Regions from separate parts of the Hermetia illucens genome. Here region 2 is linked to region 1. Evidence: chromatin contacts called from public Hi-C data. All regions are on one chromosome and are shown on one strand. The core of a region is the stretch at or near the end of the contact, and the rest is flanking DNA. Distances in the headings are between cores, read along the strand shown.

Evidence for each region. Hi-C and Micro-C count contacts between places; a contact is called where the count stands out from the background.
Region 2: a Hi-C map of an unstated tissue shows a contact between it and region 1, with 5 times the contacts expected there. The contact joins the promoter of LOC119653191 here to the promoter of LOC119653262 in region 1. A contact is called at or near these places in 2 of 2 Hi-C or Micro-C datasets (an unstated tissue and whole body).

What each region holds. Positions count from the first base shown.
Region 1 is chr3:88,434,208-88,438,357 of iHerIll2.2.curated.20191125, forward strand. LOC119653262 (attractin-like protein 1) reads left to right here and starts at 1,984. Exons shown (of 10, transcript XR_005249666.1): 1 at 1,984-2,418; 2 at 2,782-3,015; 3 at 3,079-3,236. It overlaps LOC119651577, which reads right to left and starts at 1,846. Exons shown (of 2, transcript XM_038055215.1): 1 at 1,593-1,846.
Region 2 is chr3:88,583,445-88,587,746 of iHerIll2.2.curated.20191125, forward strand. LOC119653191 (serine/threonine-protein phosphatase 2A 56 kDa regulatory subunit epsilon isoform) reads left to right here and starts at 2,139. Exons shown (of 8, transcript XM_038057749.1): 1 at 2,139-2,954.

The sequences.
Region 1 (4,150 bases), core at 734-3,233:
AGTAGGCAGTAATTCAACCAGAAAGTACAAATATTGCAGAAAAGCGTAACTACAGGCACATGAGAAAGACTTAAAGTTTGCTTGATTCCCTTTCGCCCTTTTCTCATTTAATATTCAAATGCATTTGGAGCAACTGACTGGGTGGCTGGTTTCTCCACAACCAATACATTGGAAGGATCATTGTTCCCTTCATCTTTATTGCTAAGTTCCATATTCATTGGTCATTGTTTGATTAGATGAGTACCAGCACATTTAACACACCTTGGACACAGCAGTTGACTGCTCAGATATTGACACTTTGTATCGTCATAATTTTAGGGCCTTTTCCCAAGCAACCTTTTGATCGAGAAAGACCTTTGTTTGACCAAGTTTTATTGCATCCGCTACCGATGCTAATCCGACTCTATATAGTGAAAACTTGAACTTGTTAATGCCAGAGGTTTTCTGTCGTCTGGAAGGGGTGAACGAATGCCTTTTAATCGCAGTTCTTTGTGAACGTTGGCATAGTTTAATTTGATTTTTAGCGATTTTAGCATTAGCGAGATTAGTAATCCCGACTATTGAGTTCAGCTTTATCTTTTTTACAAGAATACTAACTAACAGTGTGTCCCATTCACGATGATAGGTTTCTAATAATGTACATTTGTTTGAGGAAATTGGTCTCCACCGTTACTGAGTTATAGCGTTTTTTGTGAATAGTGTCTCAAGTACTCAACAAAATCACAATTATCCACGCCCTCAATCATTTAATCTCAAATTTGATACCATTTTCGAAAACTACATCAAATCTCTTGTAAGTGGATATTTTTTTCAATTGTAAAGATCATTATCAATCGAACATTTAACTGTTTAAACTTTAAAGAAATCTCAAAATCCATTTTCCATATAATTTTCAAAATGCAACACCGTAACGCTGTTTTAAAAACTTACAAACCTGCAAAGTTGACAAAAGTTCCCTCATTATGTTAGCTTTTAATTGACATGTATAAATGATGGGCTCAATTATGGAAAAGTTACCAATATTACACATTAAATGAGAAAAAACACGGCGGTCAAATTGAGCAAATTGACTAAAATATGGTAGTTCTAGTTTTTTCTGGTTGATCGTCGTCAGTCTCCTTATTCGACATAACTTTTCTTTTGAACCATTCTACCGGAAACTGATTGGAAACCTCCGAACTTATCGCCTACCTGCCGGAGAAATTTCAAAGCCGTCGTTTGGAAAAATTTCGGATACTGGTATAGAAGATTTTATTTCGCTCTTGGTACAAACTTCTTAATGCGTTTCTGTTATTCACATTGCCATGTTTAGACAGCTTGAGTTTCCTTCATTGTCCCTAGGTCGTTTATCACTTTCGACCCTGTAGAGCATCACCTGCATATTTGAAGCAGATTTGTACAACTTAGGGCATGGTAGGGGACTCCCAACGCTCCTAATACTTGAATTAACTTTCGACTTACAACTCAGCGTGCATTGCTGCTAAATTACTGGTTTTCTTAAACTCGAAAGAACACACTTTTTAAATAATGTTATTCAATCGCACAACGGAAAGTTTCTTGCTAAAAGGCAACGTTGAAAATTTACCACTCACTTCTTGCAGTAAGTCTGATGCAAATCACCCGTGAGCATCAGCAAACTTTTATTTGATTTATAATTTCGCGAAAAAAGTAGTGTTGAGACAAATCCTGTAAACACTTTATATCAATATTAACTCAATGAGAAATTTAGATACTTAATGAAGGAGATTGAACGTGCTTCAAGATAACGAGGTCGTTATTAAATCTAATTTATTTGCTAACCTAAAAGCTGAAACATCAGTTAATTCAGGGAATTGGATTGTCAAAAATGCAAGCACCGGAATTCAAACTGAATTTAGCGCCCTTTCCCTTCAATCTCGAACGTGCATTGAACATTCCCACATTTCTACGCTTCGCTTTCCCAACCTGATATTTGTGTACGTACGTGAGGAGCCGTCCGCCTCTTAGTATGAGTGTGTATGTCTGTCGTTCTCAGCTGGTGTCAAATAAAAATCTCAGAAGAAAGTTTCGCGTTGCAGACATTTATTATTACTCCTTGTGAAAATAATGTGTAGGCTGTGCTAACTCGGGCGAATTAGCGCGTAAGCTGCAACGAGCAAATTGAATGCCACCGGAAAAATGAGCGCTTGAACATACGAAGATGTTTGCGCGAGGAAATATGTGCGTCAAACCGTTCAATGTGAAATATCGTCGGAAAATCGCTGTTTTCAGTCTGTTACTGTTTATCGCGGTTTTCTCCTCGGTATTAGCCCTGTCGGAAGCCGTCAACTGCACGTCGGATGCCGCCTGCATGAACGGTGGAATTTGCAAAAATCGATCTTGTGTTTGTCCAGACGGCTGGCAAGGTCCATTCTGTCAGTACTGCGGCGGAAAAGTCAGGTAGGCTCTGGGGCGCCCCGGAAACTCGCCCGGCCCAAGCGGCTGCTTGTGATAAGGGTCTGCTGATAAGGGCGCAGTAGTCAGGGTAGCGAGAATCGGGCATCCATCCCCTGATAATTTGACAAAACTTGGAAGCGTAGATTGCTGGCTCCGGGCCTATTTGCACAGAAATGACAATAACAACGTACACTATAAACAACTTATCGATATTAGCTTGATAAGTGCCTTACTCTTCGGCTCGACAGCCTAGCGGGGGCCTTACGCAAGTGATGCTCTTGACGGGCTTCCAACCCGAATCGCTACTTTGCCCCCTTCTGATAATTGACCGTGACATTGGGTGTTTACTCGTGCTATTTTCCGTAGGCTCACAGATCCGGAAGGCATTATCCACGACGGCTTCGGGAACTATTCGGTGAGCGTGAAATGTAGTTGGCTTATTGACGCTCGGGATTACAGCAACAGCGTGTCCACAAAGTTCCGGCCGTTCCAGTCAAGAATCCGCTTGCACCTGGAGGAATTCGCCACGGAATGCGGATGGGATCACTTGTACATTTACGACGGCGACAGTGTGGAGTCGCCCTTGCTGGCGGTTTTCAGGTGAGTTCAAGCCCGTTCTCCGTGTGCTGTGGGGGAGTTAATGAATTTCTATCTCCTTCCCAGCGGTCTCATGTACCGGAAGAACTTCCACATAAGGCGTGTCCCGGAAATCATCGCCAAGTCGGGATCGGCGCTGCTGCACTTTTTCAGTGACGATGCCTACAACATGTCGGGATTCAACATCTCATACAAGATCAACGGCTGCCCAACCAACAATTCAGGTAAATGAGAATTCCATTAGGCGCAAATATTCGTCATTTATTGCGTCGTTAGTGCAACGGCGGGAGGGAATCGAAAAGGCGTAATCATAAGAACTGACAACAATAAAAAACGATCTTGACTTTGCATTAGTAAAGTGCGGGATGTTGAGAGGTCTCCAGAAAATTCTGGCCGCATAAACTAAAATAGCTGGGCGATATACGTTCTGTGTACTCTGCGTTATCTGCACGGCCTAACTCATTGCCGTAAGTCACACAAGAGTTGATTATATGTTCAAGTGATAATTTCTGGTATGCAAACTTTGCTGAGATAGAAAAAGGTGCTTATTCTTTTATGGAGGTGACAGTCGAGTTTTTATTATTATAACCGTTCGCAATCGGGAGGTATACACAGTTCCTACTGGAGTACAAGCAATTATAGATAAAGAATGGACGGAGTATAAGGCAGCGCATAACCGAATATAATTCAGAAGCTATGCGGTTTAGGACGGTACGTGAATGGTACATACGTGAACCTCAGCTTGGAGAGCAATACATGAGATAATGTGGTAGAAGAATCTGTAAAAGATGACAAACAAGTCAATGCTTCAGAAAAAATCATCCACAAAGGGCTTCAAAAATAACAGAAAACCCAAAATGTTTGTACTATAGCGTCAACTTCGTAATTATTCCCAAATATTATGCCGGTTGTGTTTTCATTCATTCCTTCGTCTTTTCACGACCAATGTTGCTTTATATTGATGTGGTTAAGGCAAGACTTTCTTGTTAGATGGACTAGAATACATACGCGCATTTCTAAATGCTCAAGATTCCGTCTACTCGAGTAACACGCACTGCTGCCACAGATTCGCTTCGCTGAATTATTTAGGTTATTAGCTATTAGCTTCTTACATACCTTCTGCAACTGTTAAATGCCT
Region 2 (4,302 bases), core at 889-3,388, 150 kb after region 1:
ATGTCCAATTTTTGTCGAAATCCGGCTATTAGTGTCAAAATTATAGCAGTTAAAACTTATCAATTTTTGTGCGAATTAACGAGTGAAATATTAAAATTCCATTCATGAAGAATCTACTTCTCCCCACTATTTTTGGGATCTAGTGTAGGTTAAGTTAGTCACTTTGTGAGAATGTGAATAATATAAATATTCCTAGTGCCAAGGCTATAAGGTTGACTATTATAAATGCAGTGCTTTCAAGATGATTTTTTTTTTATAAATGGATCTTTAAAAGATAGCGCACAGTTGAATATTTAACTATGTACCCGTGGAACTGTCACGCACTCAAAGTTCCTCACATAGGGAAACACAAAACCTCTTATACTTGAAGCGTCCAGCTTCCGGTTTCCCGACATGTTTTTTACTCAGACCTAAGTACGCTCATATAAAGATACCACTTCGTACTTTTCTCTCACATTTTTCGATACCATATTTTTTCCCTTCCGACAACACTGCATAAGCCCGCCATCCACGTTCAGTTCGGCCTGTCAGTTACTCATGAATAGTCCATTTGACCGGTGGCCGTAGCCAGGATGGGATAAATTTGGTCTATCAGTTTTGACCGTTCATGCGGCCGGTCAGCAAATGATTCGGACAACCGGCAATTCGTTAGAATGAAAGTTATGACGATATCCCAAAAAGGAAACGAAATCAGATTGACTTATTAGTTAAGTTTATTTATCGACTCTTAATTTATTCTTAAGGGGGTCATCCCATGTGTCGGATTCGCGGAATCGATTTTTTTTTTGGCATGGACAAAAATTGAAGGCAAGACTGTACATGTGTTTCGTCAAGAAACCTAAGGTTTATGTACTAGGTATAGCAGATTATTGGTCAGTTAAGGCTTTACGGCTAAAAATCGCATTCTACTTTTTAAATGCGTTTTTCACGAAACCGCATGTTGAAAATCGGCTGCCACCATAGCTCAAAATCTATCCAACGAAATTCCTTGAAATTTTCAGGACTTATTCAGAACATATTTCTACGGTCGGCAAACTAGGATAATTGCGATTCATTCAGTAGTTTTTTTTTTATTCATTTAAGAAGCCGTAAAAAAACACCAAAATTTAAAAAGAAGTTTAACACGGCACCAAAAATTTAGTTTTTAATATTTTTTAATAATCCTAGTTTGCGGACTGTAGTTAAGTCTGTACGTTAAAATGCCGTTTACTGTTTTTCTTTAAAATGATCGCAGCGCCCTCCAGCGTGGCAGCAGAAAACCACCTTTTCTGGAGATGGGTGTATAAATTGCCCTGAACAAATGATTAAGAATACTCAAGATATTAATAAATGTATGGTGAAATTTTGGATTTGTATCTTTATCCAGTTCTTCACAAAAAATTTCTAAAAAGAGCCAAAAAAACGGCCTTCACACGGGATGACCCCCTCAAGTTAAAATTTAGCTTGGTTACGCACATGCGAACAATGATATTTTATACTCACTTATGCGTAAACAGTAATTCAATATAGATATTCAATTACGTGAATGTTCCTACTTCTCATAGTCTTTGCTATACTTGTAACTAATAAGCGGATCACAAACTTCCTCAATAAATGGGGAGATCCTATTGTATATCACCCTCTCCAATACTTTTCCCTTCGGACGATGTCAAGAAAGACCCAACTGGTGTAAACAGTAACTGCTATCGTTTTCCCTTCGCATGCCTTGTGAGCAGTGGTCCTGCGCTAGAAGTTATTGCCCTAAACTGCCGTTGGGATGCCAATTTGAACGTTAAATCGGTTTATAATACAAATATTGACTTCAGAACCTGATCCCACCCATTTTAGTCATGCGCAGTAAGTTTTAACAGATAAATTACGAAAAACATATTAACGCGCCGTTTAAATTGTTATGAGTAAGAAAAGGCAGTTAGCGCCTGTGCCAACTGATTCATAGATCATGCGAAAGAAGCAATGCTGTACTCTAGATTTAGTTTGGAATGTCATTCGGAGCATGGGCATTGAACGTGCGACTGTTGATTGTATTCAGTCATTGAGCGTACACAAGTTATTTTCAACAAGGTATCTCGCTGAGGAGGGAATGTATTTTACATAACGATCATCGTAAACTGAAGTGTATAAAGCGTAATTGGTGTAGTACAGTATGAAAGTTTGCCAAAATGATTGATAATTTGAGTTTCAAAAAGCAGCATTTGCATCCTACTCGAAGTTGACGCGTTCAGTATCGTTGTGTAGACTTGCCACACATCTGTGAAAACGGCGCCTGCACCGAACCACAGTCGAATCGAAACGCGACTCGGTAGCCAGTGTGGAGAGTTGCTCTTTTTCCCGTGAATGAAAGTATCAAAAAAATCGCCGCCTCTTCGCTGCGGTTGAAAAATCGAACAGAACGTTCAGAAATCCGCGACGTAACAAGTTTTCAAATTGCTGGCGACGGTGCGAGTACCCTGGCGAAAAGATCTGCTCGCCGAGCGCCGCGTTCGTGATTCGTCTCTGGAGGGTGGAAAGATATGTGTTTGAACGCCGTCGTCGTTCTCGTCGAGTGGAAGTCAGTTTCGATGACAGTTCTGGGTCCGTGAAAAATTTACTAGAGCTGCCGCTTCGACGTCGCCGTCGTGTGAAATCTCATCTCAGACTTTTCGTACGGTTTATTTTGCGGGCAGGGAGCGTGACGCGACCCCGGGCAGGAAATCGGACCCGTGCACGGCTCAAGCGTTTGTTCGTTGGTTGAGGGCGAGGATCCCCCGCGTGAAAAGACCGTCCGCCGAGCGGCCGAGCCGAGGCTAAGCTGCAAGTGTTTTGTGTATTGCATTGGCGACATAACAGCCGAGAGTGAACCTGCGACTGTCGCCGGACCGACCGCAGATCCAAGCAGGGTGCTCCAGGGAGCCCGCGCCCCACCGGACCCAGCCGAGGCTTCGCTGGACCCTGTGGCATTTTCCCTCGGATGAATGGTAAGTTTCCCTACATTTGCCCCGCAGAAGAAAAGAGATTGCGGAGTGGAATGCGTTCTGTGGGTTTCGTGTTCCGTTGCCGCCGTCCGCCGTGGGCTGCCAGTCGAACGGAGTCGGAACGTCGTAGCGACTGTCAAACTGTGTCGTCCCGATTCTACTCGGTTCTTGGGGAACACACTCCCCGCCGGGGGCGCGGAGGGAAGGTTAAAATTAGAATTTTTCCTCTCTGCGGGCTCCGACGTAAAAATATGACGAGGAGCCTCCTAATTTTTCCCGACGTCGATACGCTTGACATTGTGTTACTTAACGAGGCTTTCTTCTATTTATCCGTCGCGACTGCGACACGGCGAAGAAGGCGAGCTGAGGTGTTGCTTGCGGTGTCCTTTGGGCGCCGCAAGAGTTTCGCACTTTACAGATCGCTTTCGCATCGATTGATTATCCGGCGAGAGCGAGGTGCTGGCGGCGGCGAAGGGTTGCCGTTTGCGGCCGTGGGCCAGCTCGTTTCGCTCGGGGTAAGTCATCTTTGTTTTGGGCAGTTTATCTTTCCGATTGTCCTTTCGTACGCGGCGTTGTTATGTCGCCGCCCCCGTGGAGATGCCTTCAAAGCTCATACGAAGTAAGGGAAATGCTCGCAGAGATGCTAATTGCTCCGGTTGATCTTGAAAAAAGTTTTATTTGATGCGCGCCGCTGATTCTGGTTCAAAACTAATTAAGTAGCCGCCAAAACCTTGAGCTTTAGAGACCCCTGTTATCAGAGTAGGTTTAGCAATAGGGTGCGTCTAAGAATGACTACAGTTTTGTTTTTTCCGGTCGATATTTTTTGCAGTTAAACAGGTGGAGACGTGTGGTGTACTCGTCACTATCAAACGAGTATTTTTTGCTTTTTGGTTCATTGGGAAAGCTATTGTGAGGAAGGGGTAGAATCTAGTAAATAAAATTTGCAGTAGGTCAGGAAAAGTCATCGCCCCCTTGCTGTCGTGTTTCACAAAAAACATCGGCAAATAAGTTGCGGTGCAAGGAGACATCCTAGAGCTGTAGGAAACTATCGAGAAATCGAATGGACAACATTCCTCCATGAGCAAACAAATGAAAGAATATAAAACTTTATTAAGGGATAGCCAGGAATTCCGTTCGACTGAAAGTTTGGAACTTTGCAATGTTTTGAGAAATACCCCTTTGACAAGACGATGGCCTTCGATCAATTGTTTCAGTTAATCTAAGTAAATAATCTCAAGATAACCCTGGCCTACCATTATTATGTTTCCAAATTTCTATTTTGACGCACAGTGATACTCTTTTTCCGGGAAAATCCAGCTGGGCTCACGTTTGTAATAGTCTTACTAGACTT